Regions from separate parts of the Oryzias latipes genome. Here region 1 is linked to region 2. The links are chromatin contacts, called in public Hi-C maps. All regions are on one chromosome and are shown on one strand. Each heading gives the region's core, a stretch centred on a gene start, on an enhancer-like site or on the middle of the called end of the contact. The rest is flanking DNA. Distances are from core to core; before and after follow the strand shown. Region 1 overlaps LOC101166715 (potassium voltage-gated channel subfamily KQT member 1-like). Region 2 holds the start of cdkn1b (cyclin-dependent kinase inhibitor 1B).

The links. Hi-C and Micro-C count contacts between places; a contact is called where the count stands out from the background.
Region 1: a contact with region 2 is called in a Hi-C map of fibroblasts, with 4 times the contacts expected there. The contact joins the enhancer-like site here to the promoter of cdkn1b in region 2. A contact is called at or near these places in 2 of 5 Hi-C or Micro-C datasets (embryo and fibroblasts).

Annotation. Positions count from the first base shown.
Region 1 is chr6:11,620,474-11,625,217 of ASM223467v1, forward strand. The region is part of intron 3 of LOC101166715 (potassium voltage-gated channel subfamily KQT member 1-like); the gene reads right to left. Among protein-coding and RNA genes, the nearest start is that of LOC101166715, 31 kb to the right of the region's middle. Within about 2 kb of position 2,973, at least 5 of the 8 cell types and tissues checked have an H3K27ac peak or open chromatin away from gene starts, as enhancers often do.
Region 2 is chr6:11,435,352-11,440,239 of ASM223467v1, forward strand. It overlaps cdkn1b (cyclin-dependent kinase inhibitor 1B), which reads left to right and starts at 2,266. Exons shown (of 3, transcript XM_011476548.3): 1 at 2,266-3,013; 2 at 3,216-3,344; 3 at 4,135-4,888. The coding sequence starts at 2,587. The coding sequence ends at 3,331. It overlaps yars2 (tyrosine--tRNA ligase, mitochondrial), which reads left to right. Exons shown (of 5, transcript XM_004069887.3): 5 at 949-1,936. The coding sequence ends at 1,108.

The sequences.
Region 1 (4,744 bases), core at 1,723-4,222, 190 kb after region 2:
ATGAACTGACATAAGGAAAGTTAAATACTTTAAAACACTAACAACAAAAGTATCAGAAACAGTTTTCGATGACTTTCTGTGTCATATATGTAATGCCGATACCACAAAAGATAAAGCCATATAAGTATTGCAGTCGGAAATTCTGCTAATTACAAATTAACCCTCAAAACAAAGGCAAAAAATAGTTTTGTAGGCAAATACACATCTTGCCAAGCTATGATACAATATTGACCGCAGCTATCCTGAGAAAATGAAAAGAAAAAAATGCATTTCAAGAAAATTATTAAAGACGTCAATCTAGGGTTGGGTGAATAATCGATTTAATAGAATCATTTGATTTGTTTTCTTTTAGACGATTTATTTTTGGGAAAATCGACATTTTAGTTTCCCAGCTCTCTGCTCTCTCCGTTTTTTGGAGTAAAGTCAGTCCGCCGGTCTCTTGCAAAGCGCAGATGTAAAAATAAGAAGTGCCCCCCCCCAGCCGCCGTAAGTTCTGCTAGTTGCTTCCGTGTAGCTTTAGTTTCAGCTGCTGAAGCAGCGGAACATGTGATGATTTTGAACAAGATCCAGAAGGAACTGGAATATAAATCTGTTGGACTGAGATGGCGCTGTCGATGCTATGATGCCATCATGCCATCATATGTCAGTACTGAACTTTTTCCTTGGCCACACAGACTGAGAGGAAGGGTTAAGGTTAGGATTGCTGGTTACGGTTAAACCACCAAATGGTTTCTGTTTGCAGCTCACCGCTGCTCCAGGGGATGGATCAAATGCGGGGAACATATTTCACACACCTAGATGTGTGACAGATACTGCGACTCTAAACTTTAATTTTAATTTTAAATATGTGTGGCCAACAACAAAATGCAATTGGAATGAAACAAATCAGAGATTTTATTTTTTGGCCACATCACCCAGCTCTATGTCAATCCAACCTCAAATTCAGCAGTGAAAATTCCAAAGAATCCCAGTCTATTCCATTCAGTAACACTGACAGCTGGGAAAACTTTAAAAGTCAAAGACACATATGATTTTGGAGGAGAGGTTTGAAGAGATTATTCATAATATTTCCATAAAAGAGGTCATCCAGATGTTAGGGAGGCTGCTGATTCATTCACTGCAAGCAGCTGCCTTACTGGGAAGCTATAATCCCATCAAGCAAGACAAAGACAAGATGAAACACATTTATGTGGTGTCAGAAGGAAACTGCAACTGGACTAGATTGATCTTGTTGTAGGTGAGGTGATTTTTTTTACAAGTATTCACACCAACAGCTTTATGTTTTATATAAAAGTTCTGCAGTTTGTACATAATTTTCCTAATAAATTGATTTGATGATATTTTTCTTAAAGATATTTACTCTCAAAAACTAACAACTTAATTTCCTTTTTTACCTTGACGAAAATACCATTGGTGTTAAGTGTAGGCTGTGCAAAGAGGCGCCTGAAACAATCCAGCACATAACTGCAGGGTGTAAGATGCTGGCAGGGAAAGCATACATGGAGCGCCACAATCAAGTGGCTGGAATAATATACAGGAACATGTGTGCAGAATAGGAACTGGAAACCCCAAGGTCAAAATGGGAAACACCTCCGAAGGTGGTAGAGAATGAGAGGGCAAAGATGGTGTGGGACGTCCAGATCCAGACTGATAGGATGGTAATGGAGAACCAACCAGACATTGTAGTGGAGAAATACCAGGGACTCAGAGAAGAACTGGAGAAAGCCTGGAAAGTGAAGGTGACAGTGGTGCCTGTGGTAATTGGAGCACTCGGGGCAGTAACCCCCAAGCTGGAGGAGTGGCTACAACAGATACCTGGAAAGACCTCAGACCTCTCAGTCCAGAAAAGCGCAGTGCTAGGAACAGCTAAGATACTGCAGGACCCTCAAGCTCCCAGGCCTCTGGTAGAGAACCCGAGCTTGGAGGAGAAACCACCCGCGGAGGGTGAGAGGGCCTGAAGAAACTGTTGTTGGTGTTCATTTTGTGTGGTATATACCACTTCAAGGTAAAAAAGAAGAGGAAACTAAACAGTTTTTGAGAGTTACTGTCATCATATTTATTCTTCCATGTATTTGAAAATAAGAAAAATAAGACTTTCTATTTAGGTAATTGCTCCAACAACACTCACATTGTTCCTTCCTTCAGAATCCTTTAAATACACTTTATAAAATGTTATGTACAAATGGACAATATTACTTGTGTTTAGAGTCTGCAAAGAATAACTAAATAGTGACATCTTCCTGCTGGGGTGTGTTAGAGCATCTGATGTAAATAAAAAAGAATGAATCTGGAATATTAGGCCCTATTTGGGTTAAGACCCAATCTGATGAAAATTATGTTGTTTTTTGTTTGTTCTTGTAGTATTTTTGTGACGATGGAAGACACAAGGAAAATTAAACTGAAGATTGCATTTCATCTTTGTTTTCCTTGTGTGAGCTGGCTAAAAACTCTACGGCTCGACAGCTCCAATATTACCGCCACTTTTGTTGAACAGATGTTAGGTTGTGGTTGTGAGAGGCTGTAAGCTAGAAGGAGAGATTGTAAACCAATGGGAAGTGGGGGCAGGCTTACTCTCCGCCAACAGTTCCTGTCATGGTTTGGGTCTCTTTGTATTGGTTTTTCCTTTCTACCTTGTTCTGTCATGTTTGAGTTCTGTTTCCTGTTTTATTTTGAAAGGTTTCCTGTTTGGTCATGCTTTTAAGTTTTACTTCCTTAGTCCCAATCTCTCCTGATCTTGTTCTCCTGTGTCTTGTCAGTGCTGTTTGTATTTAAGTCTTCCTCTTGGGGCTGGTCCATTAACGTCTCTTCCATGGCCGTCTTCCCACAGTAAGCCCACAGTTAGTTTTGGTTCTGTTACCCTGCTCTGCACCGCCTTTGGTTAAGAATAAAGCCCTTGCCCTGGAACTGTGTGCCTTCCGTCTCTGCATTTTGGGTCCTTCACGCTCACCAGCCCCTCCCCACCTGACAGTTCCCCCCCACAATTCAAAGGCGAATTTCTAATGAACTCCTGCCACTCTGCAGGTTTTTTGCTATAAACGGTATAATCATAAAAAAATCAAAGAACGGATGATGGGAGTGGGACTTAAAGCAAAAAAACAAAACAAGAAGAAAGTGTAGTGTATTTGTTGACTGACTTACTTAAAAAGAATTATGAAATACAGAGTCACACATCATTAATCATATCACAAATGGGTATATTCAAAAGAGGTGCACACGGAAGTAGCAAGGCATTCGCAAAATGTTGGCGTGCACATTTTTAGGAGTGTGTTTGCTTGCATGCCGCCGTGCCTCCTGTCCAGCACAGCTTGCTTTGCTTTGGCAGCTGCCCTGAAGGCCAAATATCCTCAAGGACTCATGTCCGTTCGGCCTATCAGAACAAGCAGCTCGCGGTTCACTAATGTTCTCTGACCTTGCACTTTCTTTCTAAGTATAGTTACGAGTAGGAGTGATGCCACCATCCGGACGGCGCTGTGCACAGAGCTCCACCTCCTCAAACAAACCGGCACTCGTGTGTTTGCGTTGCAGCAATAAAAATGAAAAATACGATGATACGTTTCTATGTTTGTATTTGTTTTTTTCTTTACTTACTAAGCCATGCACGAAGGGGGAATCAGCAGATGAGGGTAACATTGCTGAGCTCCAACTGAAACTAATCAGATAACTGTAATAGGAGGTCTTCAAAGATCACTGGCCAGCAGTTTACAGAACACTGTGTCCACTCTGTCCTCTGGCTGTCACAGCGCTCAGCAGGCGGTACATGTGGGTGTGTTTGTGACCGCGTCTGTGCGGCCACAGCGCACATGCATATGTACACTGTGTGCAAGAATGCTGGAGTGTGTGTTTATATTCCCGGTGTTGGCAAGAGACAGATGATGCAATACCTTTATTGTGTTGCCAACTGGCAGCCATAATTTTCTATCTGTTGCAAGCCTTCGATTTATTGCATCACTTAGGAGCTCCAACAGCTTTTTTAAGGCAGAAAAAGTCTATCAAACAGCAAGTATCGGCAAAAAGTCTCAGTGTGGCGCCAAATACGTCCCATTGAGGTGTATAAATAGGAAAGGTCAGGAGAACTGGCACAGCTAGATGTGTGCATGTGCTGAGGTGCTAGTAGTTAGTAGTAGTTTTTTTTTGCTTTTTTTTTTTTTTTAAAGTTGTGCACTTTGGACTAAGCTTTAAAATGGCTTATATCTCCATCATGTGGACAGAAGAGACCATTGCAGTGAACATCTACATATTTCTCCTAATCAGAGCCACTTAACCTTTATGCCATCTTAACATTCTGTTTACTCCTCTTTGTGTTAAGGCCAAAAAATTACCCACTGTACCACAGCCCCAAAATAAAGCAGCTTCACTGAACTTCAACTCAAATATGTGATGTGCAAAAAATCTGTCTCAATTTCATTTTTTTGTAACATACTTTTTGTTGCACAATATAAAAAGACAATCACCAGTGAACACTATCACACTTTTTTAAACACGCCGACTGTCGGTTCTTTTTTACACAGTAAAGGTTTATATTTGGCATTATGTGAATGTGATATAAATTATTACATTTAATATAAATTATATTAATTCATTATACTGAAATGAAAAAACTGCCAACAAGCTCAAATTATTAGTCAACAGTTTATTCTATTATATTTCTTTAGGAAGTGTGTGCGTGTAGGTATGTGCAGGTGTGTAGGTGTTTGAAGGAATGTGTGTAGTTGTGAGTGTGTAATAGAGAAAGTTTGTGTGTGGC
Region 2 (4,888 bases), core at 1,016-3,515:
AACCTTTCACAAACGAGAGAATTTGCTGACATTGAAGATGCCATCAATAAACTACGGTGGCCCTGAAGTGTAAATCCCACCAACAAATCACTCAACGGAAAAAGATACTAAAGATCACGATGACAATTAAAAAAGCACAACAAATACTAAAAAAGGATTACATTTTAGAAATCAAAACAAATTCTACAAACTAAAACGTAAAAATAAAAAGGAAATGTTAAAAAAATGAAACAAAATATGGAACCTGAAAAGGTAGGTACTATGGGACATCACCGATTGGACGATGATGTTTGAGTTTTAAAGATGAAAAGCATAAGGATGTTTGGCTCAAAACTGCGGTGGAGTTGATTGAGCAACCACTGAACTTTGACTGTGATCAGAAACTCGAAGACAAATCATCTAATGTAGTTTTTGCATTGACTGATTTGTTGATTGGATTTGCTCATCAGGGTCACTGTAATAAACACACGTAACATAAAAAAATAGCTTTAAAATTCAGCAGTGTCCCTCTTTTATTGGCTTTATAGCTCTTGAGTCAATTGCCTGTAATGTGTTGTAGCCCAACTACTGGATTCCCACTCGATCAAAGCATTAAATCTGTTACCAAATGGGGACAAAAACAATCACATTGGTTTGGTGCACATATGTATATTCATGTTTATGCTAAACTTGTTCTGTGGACTTTTCCATTTGCTTTACCATGAAAGTCTCAAAAAGTTGCTTTTTATTATTATTTTTTTCTTTACATACAAACACCAGCGTTTGTGCAAAGATTTGTGTTCACACATTTCCACCAAACCTTTTTTTCCCCTAGATGTTGTCGGAGGAATCAAATCCACTAAATGTTGAAATACACAAAGATTTCTATCCTGCTGCTTTGGGTTTGGTTGAAAACACTTGAAATGAATGGGATTTGGATCCTGACTGAGCCGTCGTGTTCGCTTGCAGGTACCAGATGGTTTCAGACGGAGCCGTGTGGATCAACCACACACGGGCGGACAAACCGGAGCAGGTTCTCGTCCCCAAACTCCACGTCCTGTCCAACGGACTCACTCTGCTCAGAGTGGGCAAGAGGAACTACTACATCATCAAGTGGCTCGGTCTTTGAGGCTGCACCGCCCACCGCAGTGCCTGTACGCCGTAAAGGACTTACAGGCAAGGTAGGCGACTAAAGCAGACTGTAGCGGACTCATAATGGTGACTCTGTAAGTCCATGTGGCCTTTGTTAAAAATGTAATCGTACAGACAACTTTAGTATTTAAAGGTATTAAAAGATTTGTGCTTCCAGAGTTGTGTGTTAGATGAAGCTCTAGGGGGCGCTGTTGGCTTGACAGTGGTTGAGTGAACACTGCTGCACCTCCTATCCTGCTCTGACCCTTTGAGTAAATAATTGCTCACAGCTAAATTAGATTGCATCATTTCTGTCAAAAGGCTTTTGGTTCTATTTAAAGACGACTGCGCCACTTTCAATTTAAGCATCAAGCTGCCCTCTATTCTCATTTAGGGGTGTTTATTTTTTTTTGCATGTGAATAAAAAGTAAAAACTAAGAAGCTTTATGATAAATCTGGAAAAAAACAGTTGACTTTAGGATAGCAGAAATTTATTTTCATCTTTATATGTTATTACTTCATATATAAATATTTTCAGTCAATAATTCCGATATATGTACAGATTTTGTTACGGTAAGAAAATTTTTTAGAATTAAAATGTTTATTAGGCTTTTACTAAATCAGCTCAGTTTGGGGTCCTCTTACTGGACTTTATCTCCATTTAGGACCACAGGTTCATTTATTAGTGTCCATTGAAAGAATATGATGCAACAATTTCAGTTTTGTTTTGGATTTTACTCCATTTTAATTGTATTTATTAATTTTACTGTACATCCAAAATGTTTAAAATAAATACTGAATATGTGTGTTTTAGAACATATTGGCACTATTTGTATGGTTGCAATCCAATTTTTTTCTTCAAATTTAGATGTCTTAAAATGTTTAATCCATTTTACTTTTTGAAACTTGTACATTAAGTTACATCAAATGTGTGAACTTATTTACTTTGTAAAAAAAATAAAAAAGGTAAGTAATATGTTTAGAACAGCATGCCTTATGCAATTATTCGGTCTACCTTAAATAAAGTGGGCGGGTCTAAAGAGCTCCATCCAATGAGTGCGCTTCTTGGGTTTTAAATGGCTCCGTATGTCAATCATGTGTAACCCTCCTCCCCCTCCCTCCAAAGTCAACCTCCCCTCTCAATCCCCACTACATGTCTCAATCGCCATATTGGGTACCGAGAGGTTCGCCTCCGCTTCCCGCTGTACGGAGCGACGTTGACAGCGAGCTTTGGTTCGTTCTCCCGTCGTTTGGATGATTGGCGTAAGCCGTCTTCGGCTCAGGAAATCGCAGCCGTGTTTGCCTCCAGCTCGACGTGCGCATGGTCGTTTCACGCCTGTTTTGGATCTTTCCCCGTGACTAGGAGGACATACCTTTTTTTTCTTTTCTTTTTTCTTCTTGAGGTGTGTTTTTCGCCTGAAAACTGGACGCTCCCGGCTGCTTGAAATTTTTACCTTTTTTCCGGGGGGCTTAACCATGTCTAACGTTCGACTTTCGAGCGGGAGCCCGACTTTGGAGAGGACGGAGCCCCGGGTGTCGGAACACCCGAAGCCGTCAGCCTGCAGGAGCCTCTTCGGCTCGGTGGACCACGAAGAGTTAAAGAGGGATTTAAATGTACATTTGCGGGAGTTTGAAGAGGCTGCCTCCGCCAAGTGGGGCTTCGACTTCGCGACTGACACACCGCTGCCCAACAGCAGGCTGGAGTGGGAGCTGGTGAACGCCAGAGACCTGCCGAGTTTCTACACCCGCCTGCCGCGGCGAGAACGAGGCGTTTGCCCCGGGAATAACAATGTGGATCTAAACGGGAATCATGACTGTGTCGGGACAGTTCCCAGCCGCTCTGACGCTCAGATGGAGTGCACGGAGCAGTGCGGCGGGCTGAGGAAGAGACCTGCGTGTCACGGTATGACATTAGCATCAAACGACCCGTTGCTGTGTAACAGATCGCCGGGCGGCAGCTTTGTGCTCGCGGTACTGGTATGCGGGATGAGGGGGTCGTAAAGCGGGGGAAACTGCCGTAAAATCCCAGAGAACATTGAGCACCCCGACCATTTTTTTCTCTCTGTAATATATAGTTTATTTTACTCATTTATTTATTTTTGCAGACCCTTCGGCCCCAAGTAAGAAGTCTCACACCAGCCCGGAGGAGGTTAGCTGTCCGAGCCTGAGCCAGTCTGCAGAACACACACCCAGAAAGACCAGCCCCAAGAGACCAACGTGAGCACGGCGACACGGTGAGCGAACCACTTCAATTTAAAAAAAACTGTTAACCTCGAATTTAAAAAAAAAAAAAGATATTAAATTTTACATCATTTTTTTTTTTATTTGTATTGACGCATTCTAGCGCAAAAAAGTGAAGTCTGTTTATTAAACCAAGAGGATTTATATGACACGCCAATAAAGAATTTTTAAAAAAAAAAGTTTTTTCCTCCTTGCGGCCGATGTTCGTCTGCTGAACTGTAAACAACAAGCTGAACAACAGTGTAGTAGTAACACGTCAGCAGCCAGTGGCCTCCGCGCGGACGGGAAGGGGCAGGTCTCTGAGCGCGCGCGCGCAGAAACACACGCAGACATGTACACTCCCTGCTGCAGAGGAGAGTACGAGAGTTCTGCAGGTCTACTATGACCCACAAGAGAGAAGGAGCACAGAAACCTGCTCTAAGCTGTCAGGTGTGAACCTTTAAAGGTTGTGGCAAAAAAAGTCAAGGTTAAATTAGCGGAACTTTGACTTCGATTTATCTTTAAGTAAAAAAAAATCCCATGTTCATTTTCGTCTCTTCTTAGTAAAAATAAAAGTTAACAGAACTGAAAAAATTGCACGTTTTTGTAAATGGTATGCAGCCGAGCTTTATTTGAGTTGATAGTTTTGTTTTGTTTTTGGAAATGACTAGTTTCTTCTTTTTTTTCAGTCATACCTCAGAACACTGTCAATACTTTAGCAGTAGTAGTTGCATCTCCTAAAAGAAAAAAAAGTACTAACCTTTCAACCTCTTTGTTTTTGTCTTTTGTTCTGATCTCCAACAGAGCTCAAGATGTGCCCCTCCCAGTTTTTTTTTCTCTGTACGAGTGTGTTTGCGTATGCGTGCATGTGTTTTTTTTTGTTTTTTTGTTTTTAAGACTGCGTTGATCTTTTTTTTTTTTTTTTAATTATTCTTTCCTTTTTTTGGACGAGGATCTACACAGCATCAGAAACATATCAGCTCTCCTGAGGACGGGGGAGGACGCTGTTGAAGCACTGAAGAGAAACACTAAAGTTTGTGGCACTCATTGAAATGTTACTGCCTCTAACAGCAGTCCATGTAGCAGCGTGCAATTAGGTTTGATTTTTTTCTTTTTTTAACTACCTGTGTGTAAATAATTTAATAAATAAATATATATGTTTTCTATGTAGCACATAAAAACATTGATTTTTTTTTTTTTTTAATCCTTTGTGTAAAAGAGGTGTGAATTTTGATTTGACTTGAAGTGTTCGGTTTGAAACATGTTTCCAAAATGCTGTTCTGTTTGCATTTTATTATTATTATTAATATTTTTGAAAGGCACTGTGGTGTTGACCCAGTCCATAAATGCTACATTTAAAAAAAAAGAAAGAAAATCATGGTTTTAGTTTCTCAACAGTGTGCCTTTATGCCGTCATCTTCCTAACTCAACAGCAAGGAATGGTACAAATGTAGCTCATCTGCCTAATGAACGTGTTTTTCTTTTCTTCCCTTTTTTGTGTTGAGGCCACTTTTTCTTTTTTCTTTTTTTTAAAGATCCACAGGAAATGGCACAGGAT